3 separate regions of the Mus musculus genome follow, and all the other regions are linked to region 1. A link is a contact called in public promoter capture Hi-C data. All regions are on one chromosome and are shown on one strand. The core of a region is the stretch at or near the end of the contact, and the rest is flanking DNA. Distances in the headings are between cores, read along the strand shown.

Region 1 (3,329 bases), core at 22-2,521:
ATCATGGGTTTCTAGAGGTTTTAAATACTTGGCATGAGGGGGAAAAAACTCAAACCTATACCCGAAGGTATAAAACATTAATTCTGTGTGTCTCCTGATCCAGGGACCTGGGTGCTGCCTCGTGTTTTGTGAAACTTTAAAAATGTCGCATCTCTGCCTTTCTCCCTGCACAGGAGCCTTCCTAGGTGCTGAGTCTCTGAAGCTGCAGCATCCAGTCTCCAGCCCAGCTCCTGCTGACCAGGATGTCGGGTAACTCAGATGCTTTTCCAGGGGTCGGGTCATGAGGGCCAGGGGCACTTGGATCCGAGTGTATTTCCTCTGCTTTTCCTGCGTATAACAGAGAGGCACAAAGTCAGGGAATAATAGTCAGGGCCGGGCATGGATCCAGAGAGGACGCGATCCCGCTGTGTCGGGTCCCTCTGGGTGACTGCCCCCCAGAGCAGAGGCCCAGAGACCCATAAGGCCACTCCGGACAATCGAGTCCCCCACGCCCCTGCCTGCCCTTTCACTTTTCCACCTTGGAGTCCTGGGAATTTGGAGGCGCCGACCTTGTGAGCCCAGAAGCGGCGGCGCGGGGGAGCTAGAGGCTCACGGTGAGCCCTGGACTGGAGCAGGACGCACCCGGCAGGGAACTGGGCTGGGGCTGGTCCCGCGTGGACCCCGAGGCGCGCCCGCGCTGCCTGCAGATCCCAGAGCCGACCCAGACAGTGGGGATGGGAGGAAAGGAGACTGGAGCGGAGTGGGCGCGTCCTGGCACTGCAGCAAGACAAACCGATGCCCAGGACCGGGAAGAACAGCGCACTAACTTTCCTTAGGGATCCTAACTTTCAGGATCTGGCTCGTGGGTGGGGGTCTCCCTGCTGTCCAGCCGCGGTCCCTACACTAACCAGGCGAGGCGCTGGTGGCCTGGCACTGTCTCCAAACGCCTAGGCCAGGGGCCACTGTGCTCCGCCCCTCCCCGTGATTCTAATAAGCGCTCTCTCCAGGGTCAAGGTCGGGTGGGAGTCACACTGGGCTTCTAAGTCAAACTCTATTCGGAAAGTGCCTCTGCCGGGTCTAGCCTGGCCTAACAACCAGTCAGACCTACTCACTGCGCTCTGCCGGGACCCCAGGCGGTCACCGGTCCCTCCCAGCCGACCCCCGCCTAGCACAGCCGGCTACTTGGGCTCTCCCAGGTCTCCCGGCCCAGCTCTGCCGGCTCAGGGGCGGCCCCTTCCGGAGGGCTGCCTCTAGGCGACTGCGCGGTCCTAGGGAGCCTCGGGATGCCATTACTCCAGAGCTGCAGCTCTTGCTGGAGAACTCTCCACAGCTCAGTTCTCCAAAAGCCTGCACCGGAAAGGGAGGGGGTGGGAAGAGATGAAGAGAGCGACAGAGTCGGAGACTAGAGGGAGGAAGGGGGTGAGGAAGAAAAGACATTTTTGAAAAAGAGAAAGGACCGACAGGAGACTATTTCCCGATCTTGGCTCCTTTTCTGGGGTCAGTGCAGTAAGTCCTTAACAGGGCCAGGACAGACTGACTGCCCCGACCCCTGTAGCTTGTCGCTTGTTTCAGGGCTTGCTTCCAGACCAAGGGCACCACAAATAAAGGTTGTACTTCCCCAGAAGCCATGCCTGGATTGATAGAGGAATACAGTGGGGCGGGGGGCATGGGGAGAGGGGCTGTTGTTCACATTATGGTGAGGTCCGCGAGATCAGTTGGAAACAGAGAGCACCCCAGATCCACAAGCTGAGCCGGAACCCCAGATTTAATATCGTAGCCAAAATAGCAGGCTTGTTTGACCTCCCTCCACATTCCAGAGCAGAACAGCTGGTACTGTCCTGAGGATGGGGCCCAGCTAGGGATGAATAATTTCATAGATGCCCACAGATACTGTTCCCACTAGGACCCTGAAGCACCTGCCTGTGCTTAACCTTTTCTAGTTTGAGAAATGTGGGTATTTTTTAACGTTATCTTTTCTTTCTTTTTCTTCTTCTTCTTTTTTTTTCTTTTCTTTTTCTTTTTTCATTCTCTTCGTGTGTTCTGCAAAGGTAGAAACTTGGCCTTGGGTATCCTAGCCTTACCAAGGGAACCCTCACTGTATCCCCTTGACACCCAAGCTTTGAAACTGACCACTAACCCTGTTGCCTCTCCCCAGAAAAACCTAAGGTGTATCAAGGCGTCCGTGTGAAGATGACCGTGAAAGAGCTTCTGCAGCAAAGAAGGGCACACCAGGCCACCTCAGGGGCAAACGTAAGCACCACCCTCTCCGTCTCTGTCCCTCCCAGTCCATCGAAGGCTTCGTTCAGCCCTGTGTCAGGGAAGATGCAGAGGCCACCCATAAGCACAGCCCTGTTCAGGGATTCTTACATCTGTCCCCAACTTCCCAGGTCACCATAGGCAGCCACCAAAACCTGTGGGACATGGTGTAGGGCTCAGGACTGTGGGAGGCTCACCTCTCACTGCTCATAGCTGAGTGGGGAAGGCTTCTTGGTCCTCTGCAAGGAAGAGAGGCAGCCAACAGGTTAAATATGTTTTTATAGTGTTAAGAGAGTATAGATACAGCCCCAACAAACTCATTGAAAAAAAATTATCTCCCAGAAACCCACCTAGTTTCTCTGTAATTTAGGCTCTGAGGTCATGTATATGAAAAACCAGCAGTCACTGGAAGTCTCTGGAAGAAAAGGCCTCTCTCTCTGGAATACACAGAACTATGACAGAACTGATCTGGGTAGTCATAAGACACTCTGACACCTCACATTTATAACCCAAGTGCTTGGGGCAGCTGCAGAACCATGTAAACTAGGCGTGCTTGTCCACCGAGAGAGAGTTCAATTTGAAGAGCCTTCTACACGTGACACTGTTAGTGCTTGTGGGTAGGTGTAGGTGTGGAGGGAGGATCAGACAGGATTCCAGTCATCTATGACTTCACTGGTCTGGTCAGCATGTGATCCTGTGCAAGTTCCATGTTGGACTTCATGAATGGAACTTTGGCACCTCAAGCAACAGGAGGGAGAAATTATGGAGTGATGGTGAGATAGGTTTCTGAGCCAGAGGACTTGGGCTTAGTTCTCAGTGACTCTGTGGCACGTGTCCTCCGATACATTGACTTACTAGAGGCTTCTTTGTCTGTTCCCCTAATTGTTCTGTTGAAAGCTAAGAAGAGTTGTATAAAGGCTAAATAAGTGTTTAGGGGCATTCTCCACAGAGAGTGCTCAACAGATCACTAAAGTAAATTCCAACCAAGGGTGGATGGGCCGTTTGCACTAATGTGTATTACACCTTTCTCTCAGAACTTAGAGTTGAAGCACATTTGCTATGATTTGATACACACAGCTAGATAAATTAGTTGT
Region 2 (3,411 bases), core at 651-3,150, 550 kb after region 1:
TCTGACTTGCAGAGCGCTCAGGATCGGTTTCACTTGGTATTACTGCTTTCCTCTGGCTTCAGCCTGAGTGGAACAGTCAGGATTTAACCAGCTGAGCGACCAGCTCAGGGCAGGCTGACACTCAGCTTCCTGCTTCTTGTGGTCAAAGGCACTTTGTTTGTTTTTTCTTCCCCAGAAGAACTTTGTGTTTAGCAGCTTTAGATATCTAGTCAGGCTGCCCCAAGTAAGGGTTTTCTTATCCCCTAGTGACCCGAGGAGGAGGCCATTGGGTTAAATATGATTTAGTAGGCTCATTATAGACTTTTCTTGCTGAGGTCCTAATGGAGTCTGAGGGAGATACAGGATGGCTAGAAAATGGTTTGTAATTCCTTGATTATTGAGTTGCGTGTCCCTGACCAGCTGTGTCCTTGGACAAGGCTCTGATCTCCTCTGGGTCTTAACACTGTAATTTCTCCCTTTTGTCTAGGATCACAAGATGGAATGTAAAATGGACTTTCTTTCTCTCATTCTTTCTTTCTTTTTTAAGATCACTTAGTCCAAGCATGCAAATGACTAGTGTTCTTAAAAATAAACATCAGAGCTGTGACCTCAGCCAGGCCACACGAGAAAGAGGCTCTGTTACACCCAAGGGTGGATGCTTTTACCTGACAATGTACAAGGGCATTCTTGGTGCTTTATTTTAAAACTCACTTATAAAGTATGTGTTCCTTTCTTTCCTTCTTTCTTTCAAGAGCAGGTCTCATCTATATGGTCTGGAACTATATGTGGCTGACCTGGAACTTGCTATATAGACCAGGCTAGCTTTGGACTTAGAACCTCTAGAGTGTTGATCTGGTGTGTGTGTGTGTGTGTGTGTGTGTGTGCGCGCGCGCGCACGCGCGCGTGTATGTGCATGCATATGATAGGTGTATACCCCCATGCTGGCTCTTAGAAATTATTTTATTATAAAACCAATTAATTAGTGTGTGTGTGGGGGGGGTGAGCGTAATGTGTGCCTGTGCCCGAGAGATGTGAGTTCTCCCTTTCCACCTTTGCATGGCTCCAGGATTGAACTCAGGTGTCAAGCTTTTACAAGAGCCTTTATCCCCTGAGCCATCGTGCCCAATCTTACCCCTTAGCATTTATTTTGTAAAAAAGATAGAAGATCCTTGGTGTGCCTCTGACGTTTCTATTATGATGGTATGATTTGTTTAGCGCTGTTCAGTTACTTATAGTCTACAGTTACTTACAGAGCCCCAGCCCCAGCCTCTCTCCTCTGGCCCCTTTTTATTGTTATTTCTTGTCATTCTATTTCCTCTTATTTAAATTGCTTCATTCTCCAACCCCGAGTGGGAAAAGGTTGCTGGTTGTCTCACTCTCAAGCCCTGCGTGGAAAAAGGTTGCTGTTAGTCTGGAGAATGGAGTAAGGGGTGGGTGGGGTAATCCTGTGACTCACTCCTTTCCCCACCCACCTTGTGATGAGGTGCTTGCAGCCTTAAATGAGCAAAGTGACTACATACGTGTGTGTGTGTGTGTGTGTGTACGTGCGTGTGCGTGTGCGTGTGCGTGTGTGTGTGTGTGTGTGTGTGTATGTGCGTGTATGTGCGTGCACACGCTCGGGGACGCCCGCCTCCAAACGTGCAGTGTAGTGATTGCAGGCATATGCTCAGGCTGGCAAGCCCGCTTGTGTCAGCGCGGATGTGTGTGTGTGCTCACGCGTGTGTGAATGCTCGTTGCGAGCACCCGTGCGGAGCCTGCGTGCGCGCCCACGGCTTCCCCGCACTCCCTGGAGACCCGGGGCTGCCTGCTAGCGCCTCTTGCCTGTGCGCAGCGCGCGCCCTGCTGTTTCTATAGGAACCAGCACAGCGCCGGGCCCCTCCGGCTGCAGCCCGCGCGCGAGCATGCCCAGTGCAAGCCGCTAGTTTGGCTCGGGTCTAGGTTTCCAGTAAGTGGCATGCGGGACTCCAGAGAGCTCCCAGGGAGCTGAGCTGATCGCCTTTGTGTACAGAGGGAAGAGACGGTGGCGTGACCCCACCCGGGAAGCCCCGCGGCAGGAACAATGCTAGCCTGCTTGACCCGCGGGAACTTACTGGACGTCCTGCAAGAGGGCTTCAATGAGGTAACTGCCCTGCTCCTCCCACCCCCAGCTCCCGGTCACCCCGCGCCTCCCGCCTAATCTCCCGAAGGGAATCCTGGGGGGCGGTGAGGGGCATCCTCCCGGGGAGCCCATTTAAGAGCCTGGGTGGTAGAGTCAAGGAGGTAGGTGTGGTGCAGATGCATCAACCCGAGGACATCAGAAAGGCGGTGGGCCTCCTCTAAACTGGAGGGATTGAGTACCTTCCCGAGGTGGGAAGGGCAGGCAGGACTACGGACTCAGAAGGCATCTTCTTGCCGAAAAGGTGGTCCCCACGCCTCCCAGGGACTCTCCAGGGACATCCTAGAGGGAAGCCCTGAACAGATGCGGCAGAGCTCTATTTCAGGCGCTAAGCGGATGAGTCACGGGAGGGGTGCGGTGGCGTGGCATTGGTAGAAAGTTTGAAAGAGGGTAGGAGACTGTGGGTGGTCCACATGAGGGGTGAATTTCCTGAATCCTGCACATCCACGTGCGAATTTCCTGAATCATGCACATTAGATTTCTCCACCACTGAGGAGGACAAGGTTGGCTGAGAGGACCAACCTGGGCCTCAGGCCCAGTTTCAGGAGCTAATATTAGTGTGATTCCCTTCTGTGAGAACTGTGGTGGGGAGCTGCAACCTGACAGGAAAGGTGGGCCAGGATTGACCCAAGCAGGCTCTGTTTTCTCTTCAAAAGTTTCTCTCAGAATTCTGTTACCTCTTCCATTTGCTTCTTTTGTGACTCAGGCTACTCTTGTTTGCTCCTCAGTCATCCTTTGGTTGCTTTAGGCCTGCAGCCGCAAAGGCATAAGCTATTGGTCATGGCTTCCTGCCTTTTCCCTCAGTTCACCTTTCCCTTCTCTATGGGTTTCTTAAATTTCAGATTGTGTGTGTGTGTGTGTGTGTGTGTGTGTGTGTGTGTGTGTGGTGGGGGCCTTGGGGATGCTACCAAGGTGTTTTACCAGTACTCCACTCCTCCACCCTTTACAACAGCCCTTGTGTTTTTAGAATCAGTTTTTAGTCAGATAATATAAACAGCCCTGTGTGCAGGGGTGACTGAAACTAGGACCTTGCAGTATGACTAGGGGCTTGATCACTGAGCTACATCCTAAACCCATTCTCTTCTTAAATATTAACATTATGGACAAGATGGACGAGCCTTTGTGCCCTTGCCGTCTCTCACCCCCTTCCCAACCTTTCCCCTAGAGGCAACCAGCTATTCTCATGAATTTCCATGTAGGTTTTTTTTTTTTCTACAGCTGCACGGCAGGCTTCCCCCTTGATCCCTGTTTCTAATTAGGAGATCCTACATTCTGAC
Region 3 (3,454 bases), core at 493-2,992, 600 kb before region 1:
ACCCATGCCTTCTCATTCCAGCTGACATCTTTATATTAAGACTATTTCTAAATATGCCTCTGTAGCTTGTGTGCATAAAAAAATCATTTTTAACCTATAATGTATCTCTAGTAAATTTGATTTTCTTTGGAATGGTACATTTATGTTAAGGTTATTTTAATCTGGACATCTGTTTTCACAGATCTTGCTCCTTTCTAAGTCTTAATTTAAGCCACTGACAACGGCAGGCAAAAAAAAAATCATAACCCTTCAACTCAAAGTGACGTTTTAATTATGAAATATTTCAAAGGTGTAGAGAATGCCTCATCACACTCCGGTGTCTCAACCCAGAGTAAACAGCTCTTACCCCCCACACTTAGGAGGGAGAAACGGCAGGAACGGGAGTTCAAAGACCGCCTCTGCTACTGAGGAATTGTCAAAGCCAGCCATAAGACACTGTTTCAAAAAAAATCAAAACCAAACCAAACAAACAAAAAAACCAGGAAACAAAACAAACAAACCAATAATAATAAAACCCCAAACACTGAGAAGTCCCATTTTTAAGTCTGTATCTTAAAAGTATTTCACATGACACATGTATCAAATACTAGAATATATATGTATATGTGTATATGTATATATACATATGTGTATTATATACATGTATAATATGTATTTTATATATGTGTAAATATATACACATATTCAATATATATATATATTGAAATAACAGGGCACTAGAAAAGACCAAAATATCCACTCATGTAGTGTTTTCCTAAAAAGAGATTTCCAAAATAAGTTAATTAAATGGATACATTTGTTGTCACGGTATGTGAATTTTAGAAACTGTAACTTTGTGTGGGTAGAAGGTTAAGCATACAGAAGAGGGCACATTAGTTTCAGGTAGAGATGGAGTGACAGGGTTTTCTGCTGGGTCTCTAGCGATGTTGTGGAGCTAGTTTTAAGTGAACACCTTCCTATATCTTTAGGGTTATAAAAGCAATACTGATGATCTGTGTTTAGGGTCACTGACCTGGGTCAGATCCACCACCCATATGTGTGTTAGCTGCCTGTCAGCTTTGCCATCTGTGAAATGGGAACCATAATTTCGACTATCTTATAAACTTTCTATGAATATAGATTATGTTAGAAAAACATATTTTGCATGTTAACCATCAGCTCCTGTCCTTCTTCTGAGGCTCAGGCTGTATACACGGACAAGGGCAGGAAGAGATGGTGATGGAATGGAGGGCAGAGAGGAACCTGAGGCAGAGCTCTGTTCCCCACCAGTGCTCCAAGCACTGTGGGAGAGAGGTGCCCTGTGATGGAGGAAGCACTCAGCAACAGCTGGCAGGGAGTAAATCAGCTGAGCATCTTCATGGAAAAACAACCAATGCTGCACGTGGATGGCAACTAGACCACAAGAAGAAAAATGCAAAGAGAACACAAACACCTCCTCACAGCCAAGCTTGTTTTGCCCCCTGCCTCTCACCTGCCCCTGGTCTGCCTTCTGATGTTGCCTCTTAGCCCTTTCTAATTTTCTCAGGTGCTGGATGGTGAGCACTTCATTTGGAATACGCACTTTCAGAAATGCTATGGCTTAAACAAGGGCGTGTCTGCCCAAACACAGGTGCTAAACTTTAATGGCGAACCGGTACTTTCAACAGGTGAGGCCCTTCTGAGAAGATTGGACAACAAGGGCTCCCTTCACCGTGACTGGAGTTAGAGCCCTTATAAAAGAGCTGAAGGGCTCGCCTCCTTTCTCTTGAGTTTGTGCGGTTTGAGCATGCGGCAAGGACGCTCCCCCGTGCCCGTGCCCGTGCCCGTGCCCGTGCCCGTGCCCCACTTGGATTTCTAGACTCTGCTGCTGTAAATCACCATACAGTCTACTCAGCTGTCGCAGCGTACACGGAGCAGGTACAAGTCGTGGCGACTTGCTGTCGCTGTAAGTCCACAGATAAATATCCTGTAATGGCATGATTGCAGGCTTTCAGAAAGGTCATGCTTTGCTCCGGGGGAAGAGCGGCGGCTGTTCCAGGTGACTCACCGCCACCCTTATCCTGAACTCACTTATTCTTGCCTTTCCTGGTTCTTATCCTTCCTTATTCCAGCAGCTTCATTTTAAGTTTCTTATAGGATTTATTTTTTCCCCCTCATTCCTCTGCTGGAAAACGAGTAGTAGCACTCTTCTGTCCTTAGATTAAAAAAAGCATTTAAGAAACTGCCCTAATCCCACCCTAATCCAGCTTTCTAGTCTTTCCAATTTACCTTTTCTGAGGCTCGGCCTCAGCAGATCCCAGCATTGCTGTGCTCACCCCCACATCCCCGTCTTCTCTCCCCACGCCCCCCCCCATTTCAACACACTGCCCTCTCCACCCTCCCGAGTCCCATGTGTCTAATTTCCCCCTCCTTAGTGGTTTACCTCAAATGTCATTTACTTTCTAAAACCTTCCTCGATCTCCATTCCTTTCTCCCCAAGCTGAACACGAGCAATTAATTTATAAACTTCGTGGGCGCGAGGGAACCAAGAAGGAATACTACACTGTCCCTCTGCTCTGTCAGCACCTGTCCAGTCAGGAAGGCAAGACATAAACCAGAAACCTTAACGTCGGGGCGAGGGAGAACAGGGCCACATGGAGACTCTTTAGAACCCCTGGCTTCTCTGGACTCTAGCTTCTCTCTTCCTCACCCAACCCCCACTCGTGTTCAGTACTGTGGCAGTACGTTTTCTCTGAGTCTACTCTCCTGATCAAGCCGCGTCCCGCGTGGCTACATGCAAGCCGCATCTACGCCTTCCGGATAACCGGAGCCCTTTTGCAACCCGCTCCTGCGCACCTTTCTGATTCTCTCCACTTTTATTACCTCTTCCTCCTCTGCCTCACAATAACTCCCTAACAAGGTCAAACATTTCCCTTCTTAAGCCTTGAACCCACTTCTTCCCTTATGTCAAGTCCTTTCTTGTCATCTGGGTATGCGTTTAGAGAACGCCAGCTGGAGGGATGCTTGCTTGGCCCACTAGCCTAATCCACTGCCTGGCTCACACCCTTAAACCTCCTCCTCCTGTGTTTTCCCATCTGGTTTTGGATCATTGATGTGAGACTCCTGGGGCAGAGGCCCTGCTTTGTGGGTCACAGCTGTAACTCCAGCGCAGCTGCGGCAGGGCACAGGGAAGTGCTTGGGGGAATGTTTGTTTATGATTGAATGATGTGATAGCATGGGGGAGAGTGGTGGATCCCAAGTGCAGGGAAGCACAAACTGCTTAACTGGCTCTCTCAGGTTTTTGGTTGCAGGCACCTTATCTGTTTTGCTTAGAGCTGTGTTTTAGTGTGTGGGTTCTCAAGACCCAACGAAAGCATGAATGTCAAGTCTAAGGGTGATGAACTGGACACAGACATCAAGGGCTCATCATGTAGGGCCTTGAGTGTGTAACAAATAAATCAGTATTTTTGTCTTTTGAAAAGTGGAGACTCATGGA

Evidence for each region. Capture Hi-C pulls out chosen DNA fragments and counts their contacts.
Region 2: a contact with region 1 is called in a promoter capture Hi-C map of adipose tissue. The contact joins the promoter of Dixdc1 here to the promoter of Colca2 in region 1. A contact is called at or near these places in 1 of 15 datasets of contacts at CTCF or cohesin (large pre-B cells), 3 of 115 datasets of contacts at active chromatin or transcription factors (embryonic stem cells, pancreatic cancer cells and stem cell-derived neural progenitor cells) and 1 of 9 other capture datasets (adipose tissue).
Region 3: a promoter capture Hi-C map of liver shows a contact between it and region 1, with 4 times the contacts expected there. The contact joins the promoter of Arhgap20os here to the promoter of Colca2 in region 1. A contact is called at or near these places in 11 of 39 promoter capture datasets (the 3T3-L1 cell line, embryonic stem cells, frontonasal cranial neural crest and 6 more), 5 of 115 datasets of contacts at active chromatin or transcription factors (double positive thymocytes, embryonic fibroblasts, embryonic forebrain and 2 more) and 1 of 9 other capture datasets (liver).

Annotation. Positions count from the first base shown.
Region 1 is chr9:51,276,496-51,279,824 of GRCm38.p6, reverse strand. Colca2 (COLCA2 homolog) reads left to right here and starts at 1,271. Exons shown (of 5, transcript NM_001195681.1): 1 at 1,271-1,485; 2 at 2,135-2,229. The coding sequence starts at 2,170. Gm32819 (a long non-coding RNA gene) reads right to left here. Exons shown (of 9, transcript XR_003948163.1): 2 at 2,586-3,329; 3 at 2,433-2,474; 4 at 1-2,287.
Region 2 is chr9:50,726,473-50,729,883 of GRCm38.p6, reverse strand. It overlaps Dixdc1 (DIX domain containing 1), which reads left to right and starts at 1,900. Exons shown (of 20, transcript NM_001374656.1): 1 at 1,900-2,098. The coding sequence starts at 2,039.
Region 3 is chr9:51,874,173-51,877,626 of GRCm38.p6, reverse strand. It overlaps Arhgap20os (Rho GTPase activating protein 20, opposite strand), which reads left to right and starts at 1,742. Exons shown (of 4, transcript NR_033560.1): 1 at 1,742-1,924.